3 separate regions of the Mus musculus genome follow, and all the other regions are linked to region 2. The links are chromatin contacts, called in public ChIA-PET maps. All regions are on one chromosome and are shown on one strand. The core of a region is the stretch at or near the end of the contact, and the rest is flanking DNA. Distances in the headings are between cores, read along the strand shown. Region 1 overlaps Ccdc148 (coiled-coil domain containing 148). Region 2 has its middle 21 kb from the start of Gm46743. Region 3 overlaps Ccdc148 (coiled-coil domain containing 148).

What was found. ChIA-PET counts read pairs in DNA pulled down with a chosen protein or histone mark.
Region 1: an RNA polymerase II ChIA-PET map of memory CD8 T cells shows a contact between it and region 2, with 13 read pairs. The contact joins two enhancer-like sites. A contact is called at or near these places in 21 of 484 Hi-C or Micro-C datasets (the C2C12 cell line, CD4 T cells, DN2 thymocytes and 14 more) and 5 of 115 datasets of contacts at active chromatin or transcription factors (bone marrow-derived macrophages, cardiomyocytes, kidney and 2 more).
Region 3: a contact with region 2 is called in an RNA polymerase II ChIA-PET map of memory CD8 T cells, with 12 times the contacts expected there. The contact joins two enhancer-like sites. A contact is called at or near these places in 1 of 39 promoter capture datasets (the 3T3-L1 cell line), 1 of 15 datasets of contacts at CTCF or cohesin (pro-B cells), 48 of 484 Hi-C or Micro-C datasets (the C2C12 cell line, CD4 T cells, CD8 T cells and 30 more) and 6 of 115 datasets of contacts at active chromatin or transcription factors (bone marrow-derived dendritic cells, cardiomyocytes, embryonic stem cells and 3 more).

The regions. Positions count from the first base shown.
Region 1 is chr2:58,843,224-58,847,240 of GRCm38.p6, reverse strand. The region is part of intron 12 of Ccdc148 (coiled-coil domain containing 148); the gene reads left to right. Among named protein-coding and RNA genes, the nearest start is that of Upp2, 90 kb to the right of the region's middle. Within about 2 kb of position 2,495, at least 24 of the 459 cell types and tissues checked have an H3K27ac peak or open chromatin away from gene starts, as enhancers often do. A contact at or near this core is called in memory CD8 T cells, where this site is marked.
Region 2 is chr2:59,439,904-59,443,891 of GRCm38.p6, reverse strand. No RefSeq gene overlaps it. Among named protein-coding and RNA genes, the nearest start is that of Gm46743, 21 kb to the right of the region's middle. Within about 2 kb of position 2,206, at least 9 of the 459 cell types and tissues checked have an H3K27ac peak or open chromatin away from gene starts, as enhancers often do. A contact at or near this core is called in CD8 T cells and memory CD8 T cells, where this site is marked.
Region 3 is chr2:58,819,865-58,823,897 of GRCm38.p6, reverse strand. It overlaps Ccdc148 (coiled-coil domain containing 148), which reads left to right. Exons shown (of 15, transcript NM_001372501.1): 15 at 198-2,201. The coding sequence ends at 344. Among named protein-coding and RNA genes, the nearest start is that of Upp2, 67 kb to the right of the region's middle. Within about 2 kb of position 1,262, at least 8 of the 459 cell types and tissues checked have an H3K27ac peak or open chromatin away from gene starts, as enhancers often do. A contact at or near this core is called in CD8 T cells and memory CD8 T cells, where this site is marked.

The DNA.
Region 1 (4,017 bases), core at 1,246-3,745, 600 kb after region 2:
AAGTCTGGCAACCCAAGTTCAAGCCATAGAATCCATATAAAGGTAGAAGGGTGAAAACCAACCTCACAAAGCTGTCCTCTGGTCTCCACATGTACACTGTGGCCTGCGTATCCAAACACAAATAATAATAAGACATAAACATTTTCTGAAAGGAAGATTATACTGAAGAGTCTGGTGGAGAGCCTAAGATTGGCTTTTCACACCAACCACAAGGCTGGCTTCATCTCTAAGAATTAGAATCATAGCCATTAACTTAGCTCAGTTCCGGACAATGGGATTGATTGCCTAGCAACTTAGGTTAGAGGAAAAACCTCCCTTTAAGGAACAACAGAGATACCTCTTGTCAGCTTAGTGTAGAGCCAGTAGACCTCACTGTTGACAGGGGTCATGTTTAGGCCCCATGGGAAGCCAGGTCTGTTGTCTGGTCCTGTAGTCTTTGGAAGAAGAGATGACTTTCTTCTCTAAGAAACCTTCTAAGTTGTTGCTCTACTATGTGAAGAATATGGACAAGAGACACAGTGTGTTTGTTGGTCAGCTACATCAAAATAGGCCGATATTTGGCTGTTTGCTAAAATTAAATTTTGATAGTGTTAGCAGTCATGTTCATTCCAGCAAGCTGAATGAGAAAGCCTCCTCTACTTCTTTCCATGTCTCCTTCCCCCTGTTTACTCCTCACTTAGGGATTTCATTAAAATTCTGACATAGCATTAAAATTTACAAATTGTCAGTTCTTGGAAGGCAGTTTCATTATAATCCTCTGGTCTATTGGCCTCCTCCAGCTTCTCCGTTTCCTTTGAGAGGCATCCTAAGAGACTCTTCTTGGAGGGTGGGTGAGGCCAAATCCCACTTTGTAATTTAGGAAAGGACATCACAGGGGTTTGCTCATACCCAATCAAGCTCAATGACAGGGTCACCTTAACCAGATGACCAGATAACTAGGGACACTGCCTTCTGGGGGTGTCCATTGTTAAAAGCAAAAGGGACCATTTATCCCAGGGCTTTGTCTAGAAGTCTGAATCCTCAGACAGAGGAAAGGCTGTTCAGGGAGGCACAGTGGAGGAGGAGCCACTGAAAAAACTGGCTGCCAGGCTAGCTGGAATAAGAGTAAGCCAGCTCTGAGGGCCACAAGGAAAAGTGCCCTAGAAAAGTCACAACCAACAATTAGTACTCTTCACTGTTGTTTTCTAGAATATGTCAAATGGCTAAAGAAAATGGTTTATATGTGTGTCTGTGTGTCTGTGTGTGTGTGTGTGTGTGTGTGCGTGCTTGTGTGTGGGTGAGTGTGAGCGTGCACACATTCACTTGTGGAGGCTTGAGGTCAACCTCAGATGTTACTCCTTGGGTGACAACCACAGGAGTCTCTGTGTTTGGTTTGCATGTAAGTATTCAGGTGTGTGTTCATGTTTGTGTGATGTTATTTATATTAGGTTTCTTCTTTTTGTTATTTATTTATTACGTATTTTCCTCAATTACATTTCCAATGCTATCCCAAAAGTCCCCCATACCCCCCCCCCCACTTCCCTACCCACCCATTCCCATTTTTTTTGGCCCTGGCATTCCCCTGTACTGGGGCATATAAAGTTTGCGTGTCCAATGGGCCTCTCTTTCCAGTGATGGCCGACTAGGCCATCTTTTGATACATATGTAGCTAGAGTCAAGAGCTCCGGTATACCGGTTAGTTCATAATGTTGTTCCATCTATAGGGTTGCAGGTCCCTTTAGCTCCTTGGGTACTTTCTCTAGCTCCTCCATTGGGAGCCCCGTGATCCATCCAATAGCTGACTGTGAGCATCCACTTCTGTGTTTGCTAGGCCCTGGCATAGTCTCTCAGGAGACAGCTATATCTGGGTCCTTTCAGCAAAATCTTGCTAGTGTATACAATGGTGTCAGCATTTGGAAGTTGATTTTAGGTTTCTTCTTTTATTTCTCTCTTATTTTTGGAGACAACGTCTCTCACTGAATCCAGAGGTCACCAATTACTCTAGACCCAGCAAGGATCCTCCTGTCCCTCCCACACACATCCTAGCACTAGGATTATGGGTGCAAATGCATGCCGCCATGATGCTCAGCTTTTTTTTTTTTTTTTTTTTTTTTTTTTTTGCATGAGTTCAAGGAAATCAAAACCCAGAGCCTCTTGTTCGCAAAGCAACCACTTTACCAAATCAGCTATCTTCCCAACCACCCCAAAGTCTGACAGTAAACATTTTATAATATTCTTACAATAGAAATTTTAAAAGGCTGCTTTTACAAAAAGAAAAAAGAAAAAAAAACAGAGAGAAACAAAAAAGAGGAAATCAGACATCAGCCTTCCCGGGAGGTGTTTATGAAAGTAAATTTTTATGCTTCTTTTTTGGCCTCAGATGTTAAAGCTGTTTGTTGAGCCTCTTCGCTGATCATTTCCCAGGCTGAAAGAAAACCAAGGTTGACTGCATTGCCGTGGGCAGCTGAATCACTCTAAAAAATCTCTAGTCCTTTTGATGTTTGCCGCCTGCAAAAGTTCTGAGAGTCGTGGGGAGGAAGAAAGGAAATGGAAAGAGGGTTTTAAAGCAGTGTTGAGAAGTCGGGCTTTAAGACTCTTGTTTACTTAAATCGCTTGCTGGAGGGAAAGGGCAGGAATGCACCTGCCAGCAGCTGAGAATCCAGCTTCTGCCTCTGCCTCCGAGTGCATCTGCGTCGTCTACCTGGGGAGAAGGTGCCCACTACAGCCCATTAAGTTAAAGGAAATAAACCCTGGCTGGGGACGGGAATTTTATAGCATACTGGCATATCTTATTAGCCTGGTTTGTGTAAGCTCTGTACTTTAAAGGGCATATCTTTTGTGTATATTTTTCCTTACACCACTATTAATCGCCTTAAAGAATTTTTAAAAACTCAAGTGCATATCAATCATGAAGCTAAACTAAGTCTACCTACAACCCATTCATGAGTTCAAGGCACTGTACCAATTTCCTCATGGTATCAGGGCAGATGTCTTTCCTTGGTCACACGTGGCAAGTGCCAGCCCCTGGGTGGGCTTTTAGACAGATGCTCTGCTACAGTAGCATGCTTGTGGCTGCGACCAAACAGCTTTCACGAAAAAACTTCAGGGAAGAAGGATTTATCTGGGTTACAGCTCAGGGCGGTTTGGTTGCTCATACAGGATAGGCAGAGTAGCAGTGTTGGCTCTTGATTGTGGCAGTGGGAGAGCGAGGCTGCTTGTTCACATCTGAGTGAGTCGGGAAGCGGAGAGAAGGGAATCCTAGCCCTTAGTTCATTCTCCCCTTTGTCCCATGGTATTCAGCCAGGGACTCCAGTCACTGGGATTATGTCACCCCTAATTTGGAAGGATTCTTCCTCCTCAGTTAATCTTCTCGAGAAATATGTTCACATGCATACCCAGAGGCACACCTCGCTAGTACCACAGTCATTTCATAATTTAGTTGAGTTGGGGACTCCAAAAAAAAAAAAAAAAAAAAAAAGTAACCATCCCTCAGGGGTTTTTATGTGCGTTACAGAAAGACAATTGTTGTATATTGGTATACATCGGGATTTCACATGCAAGTATGCAGTAAGTGGATTTCTGTTGCTAGTGAGGTATAGGGACCTGCCTGGGTGGTCTCTTGGCTTTCAGTTCATAATAGGAAAAAATGGTAGTGTCATGGACCCACCCTACTCCTCTCTAGTCCCAGATTTAGTAAATCTGGCAGGTCTGACTTTTAACTTTTCTCATCGTTCACAGAAATCAGATGTGAGGTTTGTTCTCCTTTATTCCCTCATTCTTCCAACTCTTTGTTTTTTGTTTGTTTGTTTGTTTGTTTGTTTGTTTGTTTTGAGGCAGGGTTTCTCTGTATAGCTCTGGCTGTCCTGGAACTCACTCTGTGGACCAGGCTGGCCTTGAGCTCAGAAATCCACCTGCCTCTGACTCCCAAGTGCTGGGATTAAAGGCGTGCACCACCACTGCCTGGCTCTTCCAACTCTTTGAATGGTTAAATATCTCACAAAACCATTCTAGTTTTATAGGTATAATGAGGGGTATATG
Region 2 (3,988 bases), core at 957-3,456:
ATTTCTGTTGTATCCCATCTGTGGCACCTGCAACAGCAGCCCCAGCAGATGACACGAGGCCTACATGGCAAGTTTTAATGTGTGCTCAAATGTTAATTCATGTAACCAATAAGTACTAGGCTGAAACTATAGCCACACAAACAAAGCATAGTCCTTGCTCTGGTCTGATGGCAGAGACACCAGTTAAAGACCAGGGCGATGGAGATGGAGAGGACCTGGCGTGCTCAGGGAAACTTTGAGCCCTAAAGCTCTCTCTGTTCCTGCTGGGAGATAAAGTACGATAGTGGGATGACTAAGGATGAGCCTGCAAGGTCACTGGAGCCAGGTGTCAGGATTGGGAGGCCAAATTGAAAGTGACGGGTTTTAGACGGCGTGATGAAACTTGCATCGTACAATTTATTAACGGCAAGGGATTAGAGCAGGAACAGGTGACCCACGGGAGAGGTGCTGAAGAGATCCAGGGTTAGTATAGGGAGAGTAAGGAGCATGTTTAATAATTTAGGGATCCCTAGGGAGAATGGGGGGTCTTGCCTTATGTTTGTTAGGGTAGAATGAATAGACATGGAATATCACTTAGAATGGGGTTGTCTCCCTGCCCCCCTCCCATTACGTGCCAGGTAAGAGCAATTTCTGAAGCTTTTTCCTGTAGATGCTATCTCTATCCTTCCCACATGTGTGCACGCGCGCGTGCGCACACACACACACACACACACAAACAAACAGTGCATCCTTGAGGAAACAGGACTGCCATTAACCTCTTCTTTGTTGGTAATCCACAAGCTTCATCCGCTCAGTAGCCCTTATTTGCCTCCTTCTGTGAAGAGAAAACCTCAGACAATGCATGATGAGCCTTGCCATCCAAGCTGCATGTGTGTACACAGCAGGCAGCTCTCTCCTGCTAACTTGTGTCCTGAAATCTACCCTCACATTCTCCTATCGAGCACTCATCCCACCCTTCCTTAGTCACGTGACATCACCTCTCAGGCTAGCCCCAAGTCTCCGGCCTTGTTGTGAACAGACATAGCCTGGGTTGGCCTCGTGGTTTCCAGTCCTTCTGTCAGACAACAGCAGCCTGAGAGCTCTAGACTGCCCCACAGTCTCTCATGCAAGCTTGGAACGGAGCGGCTCTGAAGCTGGGACCCGCAAAGTCTCGTTACTGAAATCTCTAACAGAAATTTAGCATCACCCTCAGTTGTGAATGTAGGCAAGGGTTGTAGGCTTTGCCAACCAGAGCCCAAAGTTCAAGCTAGAGCCCAGGCCTCTGCTCCAGCTCGGGCTCCCAAAGGTGCCCAGCCCCCTGTGAAGGCCCCGTAGAAAAGGCTTCTACTGCCAATGTGAAGACAGATGAATTGCTGGGACACACCTACCCACACACTATTTGCAGATGACCAGTGTCTTATTCTGTTTTTACAAATAAACTTGAGGCAAGATTAAAAAACAAACAAACAAAACTATATAGGATTTGGGTGGTTCCTCTGTTGGGGAGTTCCTGTCCTTAGTGTAAATGCTTAGAATTGTCTTTTACAGGATACGTCCTTAATGAAAATAAATTCACTATCCATTTGCCATTCTTTGAAAAAAAAAAAAAGATGTTTGCTGCTTTTGTTCACGAGACAGACAAGTATAGGGAATAGCTTAGCAACCTGGGACTCCGCTTGTTTTGGGCCATGCACACATCCTTGTTGGGACTCTGTTGTCCTCTGTTGGGACTCTGCTTGTCTGGACCATACACACATCCTTCTAATAATGCTCTTGGCAGCCTGAGATGCTTACATATAAGTACAATACACACATCTCTCCCTGATCAGCACGCCTAGCAACCTTTTAGCACATAGGAGCCCCACTTGCATCAAACTGTCACCTGCTTTAAACAACAGAAATAAATTACCCCGCATAGAAGCCTCTTGTAATGCCCTATTTCTATTCAAACATGTCCTGGAACATGCCCTGAAACCAAGAGAGACCGTCTGATCTGGCCTGAACTGGTTTTGAGTGCTCCGAGGCCAACTCTGTCCTCAAAGCAAACTCTCTGGGAGAGTCTCCTGCTTCCCACCCTGTGCCTGTGCATAATTGGACATTCGTAGGGCTGCCATCAGATTCATTATGGGAAAGGACATGCATGGTAAGCAGAGACTTACATAACTCAAATTTGTTACTCAAAACAGAACTGCCCAAGCTACGCCACTTTGCAACCTAGCTCCACCTTCTGTCAAACCGCATTAGAAGAATCCCCACATGGTAGTCAGGGCCCTTGAGTGCCCTCACTCAGGTGGCCCACTGTCACTCTGATTTAAACTGTCACTTTGCTTTAAATAAAATTTCCCTGTTAGATCTGTGTTTATGGAAAAAATGCTTTGAATAAGACACCAAGCATCTGGAAATGACCAGCTCAGTCAGTGACTCTGGCCACCAGTCCTCTGTCCCTACATGTCCCATTCCCCTAGAACACCAGATAACTCGGGGCATCTCGCCCCCACCCCCCACTCACACACTGTTGGCTTCCTACTGCTTCTTTATTGTACACCGTGTTTGTTGTCTCAAATGTCTCCCTTCTAGGGTGTTTGTCAAGACCCCAATGTCCTGATCCCAGACACCTGTTGTCTAACTCATCACTCAACAATGTTTATTGAAAAGAAATTTTATTGGGATAAAATTCACATAGCATAAAGTTTATCATTGTAAAGCAAGGAATCCCATGGCTTATACACAATGCTATCATCTCTACCTAGTTCCCAGGATTTCCACATCCCCAAATAAAGCTTATGCTCACTAAACAATTAGTCCCTAGCCAAAGTCATCAGTCTATAGTGCATCTATATAACTTATATATTCTATTTCAGGTGTATTAGATTATACGATAAAAGCTTCGTCTTCATCATCTTTCACTTTGCATGGTATTTTCTAGTTTTACCCATGTATTGTGTATAGTTCAGAGCTACAGTTCTTTTCTGAGTGAGTAATATTCCGACAAGTGTCTATCTTATCATTTGTTTATCTCTTCAACTGGTGACAAGCATTTGTGCTGTTTCCATTTCTTGGCTCTTGTAAATAGTTCTATGATTGTGCATCATTCCAGGCATTTTTTTCCCCTGAGCACCCGTTTTCACTCCTTTTGGATTCTCCATCTACTTTTGTTTTGCTGCTACAGCGGGCCACTCCAAGCTGTGTCGAGTGAGGGCACAGGTGTAGACCCAGCACTGACCTTAGGTACTGTAGTGGGAATGACTAACCAGGAGGGCGCAATGGCTCCCCCTTGTGGTGAGCAGAAACAAGCCCACACGTCCCTACCTTTCCTGGTAGTGCTAATACAACTATTTGTTGAGTTTATAGTGATGAATCAAAGACAAAGAAGATGCCAGGTGGGTAGAAATGCTGAGTTCTCTGATCAAAAGAAGTGATATAGATCTATGTCTTCCTTTTATTGAAGAAACAAGGCAAAGGACTCCAAATTCTCTCTGCTCTGCTTGGAGAAAAAGAAGTAAGACTGATAGAAACGGCATTTGGTATTAACTGAATGGCTCATCATATGAAAAACATAGGACTTCTGCGGAAACTGTGCCTTTGGTGTGCTGTGCTGTAGGCTAGAGAGTGGCTACTTGTACCCTGCAGGGCTGTGTCTCTTCTCCTCTGTTGCCACTTGCTGTAAAACGGAATAAGCACACAGATCCTGATTCCTAACTGCTGGTGCCCCATTCACAACAGATGCCAGGAAGGTTCCGTACCCAGCGCAGTGAAGACAAAGAAAACCTCACCTGGCTCTCAGCATGCTCGCCCATCAGACTGCGCATGCTCTGAAGCTGCAGCCCTGCAATACCATTGAAGAAAAGAAATCTCATCGGCAGGGACTATAACGTTTGTTCCCAGGCACACATGAAAAATACACGGAATAGCTTCACTGTGCTCGTTATTTGGACTTTATTTGGACAACTGGGTCCGATCCTCAGACAAAGAGTTAAGTATTTTTTCAGATGTGTTGGCAGCTTTAGGG
Region 3 (4,033 bases), core at 13-2,512, 620 kb after region 2:
GAAATAGTGTGGACATTTTCAGTAAAACCTCTGCAGTCACAGGGCTAAGAAGCTTCACCATCCAACCATCCACCTTCAAACATGATGCGACTTGGGAAACAAACCGGAAGGAGAAGATGTGCTTCAGCTAAACGAGCTATTGTTTGCTTAAATCCCGTTTTGTTTTTTGTTTGTTTGTTTGTTTGTTTTGTCTACAGATAATTTCCGATCCTCGACTTCGATTTGAGTTAGCACTTCGAGAAGCTGGACTCCATAAAACACAGTATGCCAAAGAGATGTTACCAAAAATTGGTCCTCAGAAGCCTCCAAGGAAGGACACAGAATCGACCGTGTTCAAGGTCTAGAGGGTACATGAGAACGAACACTGCGTGAATACGGATAGTGATGGGCCTGCTTCTAAATGCTTAGAAAAAGACTGCACAGAGAAATCACAGCATTTATTAAACAACCTTCCCTTTTTTTAGCTTCAAAGTTTTGTTCGCCATTTGCTTTTTCTTTAAATAACATGTATTATTACCAAATTTACCAAAATTATCAGACTTCAGTATAGATGTTGTCATTTGGCAAGCTGTTATTTTGGAGGTTGGTTTTTTTTTTTTTTTTCTATGAAGAGGAGCTGAAAATAACCATTTTCAAGGGTTGTCTACTCCACAGGTACATGCATTTCAGCTTGTTACTTCAGTATTTGATGTTTAATTATGGAAGCTTAATTATCATTAATACGTCTATTGTTTCTTGGTTATTCTAAGAGGAGATTCAACTTTTCTCTAAATTTAGAAATCAGTTTGGTACATCATGTTTATGGCAAACCAATTATCTGAACACTCTCAGTTTACAAATCTGGCTTTAAAAGAAATTAGACAGTGTCACTATCACGGGAATACCTGTTTTTGTTTTTAACTGAGAAGACATGGCAGTGTGGTTGTTTAGAAAGAAAAACTGAAATTTTATGATACTTGAAAAGTTATTAAAAGTTCCTAATTATCTAAGAAATCCCTAGATGAATTTCTTGAAAAGAAGTATCTCAAATAAAGCCTGCCTATAAAATTTTGGCTATCTCCAAAAGGAAGCAAGAAAAATTTTCAGTAAGAAAATGTGTTTTTTAAAACTTCTAGGTGCCAATCACAGTAAGGAGACTGATGACTTTTTTTTTCTTTATTTTTCTTTGCTGCCATTTCCTGTATTTCCTGTCCACACCTAGACCCCAGGGGTGTTATCTCTAGGTAGTTCTGAGAATGCTCTGAAAACCACAAAACCCAGGGCTGAGGATGGAGCTCAGCTAGGACACTTGCCTAGAAGCCCAAAGCTCTGACTCTGATCCCCAGCGCCCCATAAACTGGATGTGGTGGGAAACATGAGTCTAGCACTTGGGAGATGGGAAGCAAGAGTATCAGAGGTCAAGGTCATCCTTGGATATATAGTCATTTACAGCCAGCCTGCAATATAGGAGACCCTGCTGAAAAAAAGAGAGAAAGATAGGAGAGAGCAGGCAAGGAGAGATGAAGGGATTGGGAAGAGAAAAAAGGACATCACAGAAAACAGGCTGATTGGGGCTTGTCGTGACCACCCACAGCATGGCAAGTGTGCACAAAATCAGCCCAGCCTGTCAGAATACATTGGCTTCTCTATAAGAGTTCTACGGAGTGGGTGGGGGTGGAGACCTTATCCACATCCCAGGATCCATCCCAATGCTTCCCTACTTCTGCTCTTTACAGCACTATAATGTCTCATCAAAGAATGGAGAAGTCTTAGGAAAAGGTAGAGAGTGGTAGGCATGGATGTCTTGGGGGGTCTTTCTAGGGGTCGAAGTGTTATTTTATGGGACCCTGACCATAAACCCATGGAAAACTGCTGTGACAAAAATCATCGTGTGCAAAACAGCGCGATATGGATGCTGCTGAGCCTGTGGATCCTTACTGTCCTGGATGTCCACACCAAAGTCATGGGATTGTGTCCAAACACTATTGACACATTAACTCTTTTACACTCTCTTAAGAGCTAAAGATTTGGGCTGGAGAGATGGCTCAGCAGTTAAGAGCACTGACTGCTCTTCCAGGGGTCCTGAGTTTAATTCTCAGCAACCAACCACATGGTGGCTCTCACAACCATTTGTAATGGGGATCCGATGCCCTCTTCTGGTGTATATGAAGACACTGTACTCACATAAATAAAAATAAATAAATAAATATTACAAAAACAAAGAGCTAAAGACTCGTAGCTGGAACCACCTTGGGCATGTGGCACTGCTGTTCTGAGAAAGGGAGACATCCTACACTGTGGTTGTGAGGAAAATTGAGTGGATATATGCATAGCAAAGCAGACTAGCCATTGCCTACACCCAGACTCGGTCTCTGACTGTTTTCTTCATTATTTTTAAAGAAGTTGTATTAATAGTAGATGTTAATCCCTGAGTACACACTGAATGCTTAGCATTAGCATGTGCTTTCTGTATGGTACTTGATCATCCTCACAGCCTTATGATAGGGTTCTTGTCATTTTAAAGATCTAGAAATAAGTTCAGAAAGATAAAACAATATACATTTATCAGTTGCCTTCAAATAGAGGCCTTAAACCAATAGGTGGAGGCCAACCTAGGCTACATGATGTATCCAAAGTATCCAATGTCTCCAAAGCCAAAGGAGCACAAAGCAACTGTATGGTAGAACATTCTTACTTAGGAACACTTGGGAGGTAGAAGCAGGAAGATCAGAGGTTCAAGGCCAGCCTCAGCTTTATAGCCAGTCTGAGGATAGGTGGAGTATATCAGACATTGTCTCAAAGAAAGACAAAGGAAATAAGTATGTGTTAGTGTGGATTGGAGAGCACTGCCTGCTGAGGTGACACTTATTACAATCTTTGATCCAGCAACTCTCAATCTAGATGTGTGCTATCAAGAAACTCCTACACCCGTGTGTAGGGAGGAAGAAATGGGGCTTCACAAAGAAAAACAAACTACATCTCATCAGGAGTAAGCTGGACGGACAGAAAAACTATGAAATATTTGTTTATAGAATTACATATCTCAAAGGAAATAGGGAGAAATGTATTGATATGGACAGGATATTTACCAAAAGGAGTGAAATGTCATATTTCATTTATCTAAAAAGAAAAAAATCCTGCCAAGATAATCTGTATTGCTTATGGGTACAAGGAAGGCAACAGAATAGAGAAATGAAATAAAATAAAGTAAAATAAATAAAATAAAATAACAGTGACTAGGGAGACAGACAGGATTGAAGAGCCACAAGTTCCTGAAGCTGTTGTATTACTTAACCAGGGATGTTGTTACAGTGTTTCTGATTATTTGGAGTGCATAAATATAGTTTATATAGTTACAGGCCAAATAAATTCCAGAACAATAAAAAAGCAAGTAATTACAAGCATAATGTAGCCATATACATGTACATCAACAACAGTAGTTTCAGAAAGTTCTGTAATAATAGCCCTAATTTGAGTACATTTTTGAGGTAAGAAGACCCGTCTCTTCTTGGGAGTATTACTTTCTTGACATATAGAATTCCCTTAATGTTTTTGTTCCCCAGTATAGTGCCCTGCTACACTTTGATCCTTGCTGGTCTAGTTTTCCTGGGTGGCTTAAAAAGAAAAAAAGAAAAAAAAGGAATATGTACCTAAGAACACCAAGTGCGTACATGCATGTGTATTGGCTTATAACAATAACAAAAATTTATTTCTTGGGAGTGCTCTAAAACTAATTGAAACTGTCCTGAAGAGATGGCTCAGCAGTTAAAAGCACGTGCTGCTCTTGCAGAGTGCCGCAGACCCTCTGGGTCCCTTTGTCTGCGTGGACGGGTCTCTGGGTGCAGATGGGCAAGGAGTTGGCAAAATGACAGACAGATGCACACAGGAGATTGTGTAGAATCTGAATGTATTTTTTCAGGTCGAACATCAAACTTTTTATACAGCAGAATAGCAAGAAACCAGACGAGATACAATCCACCAAGTTACATAATACAAAAGGAATGTATACATCAAAAGAAGGCAGGGACCAGGCCGCTGCCATTAAGAAGGGAGC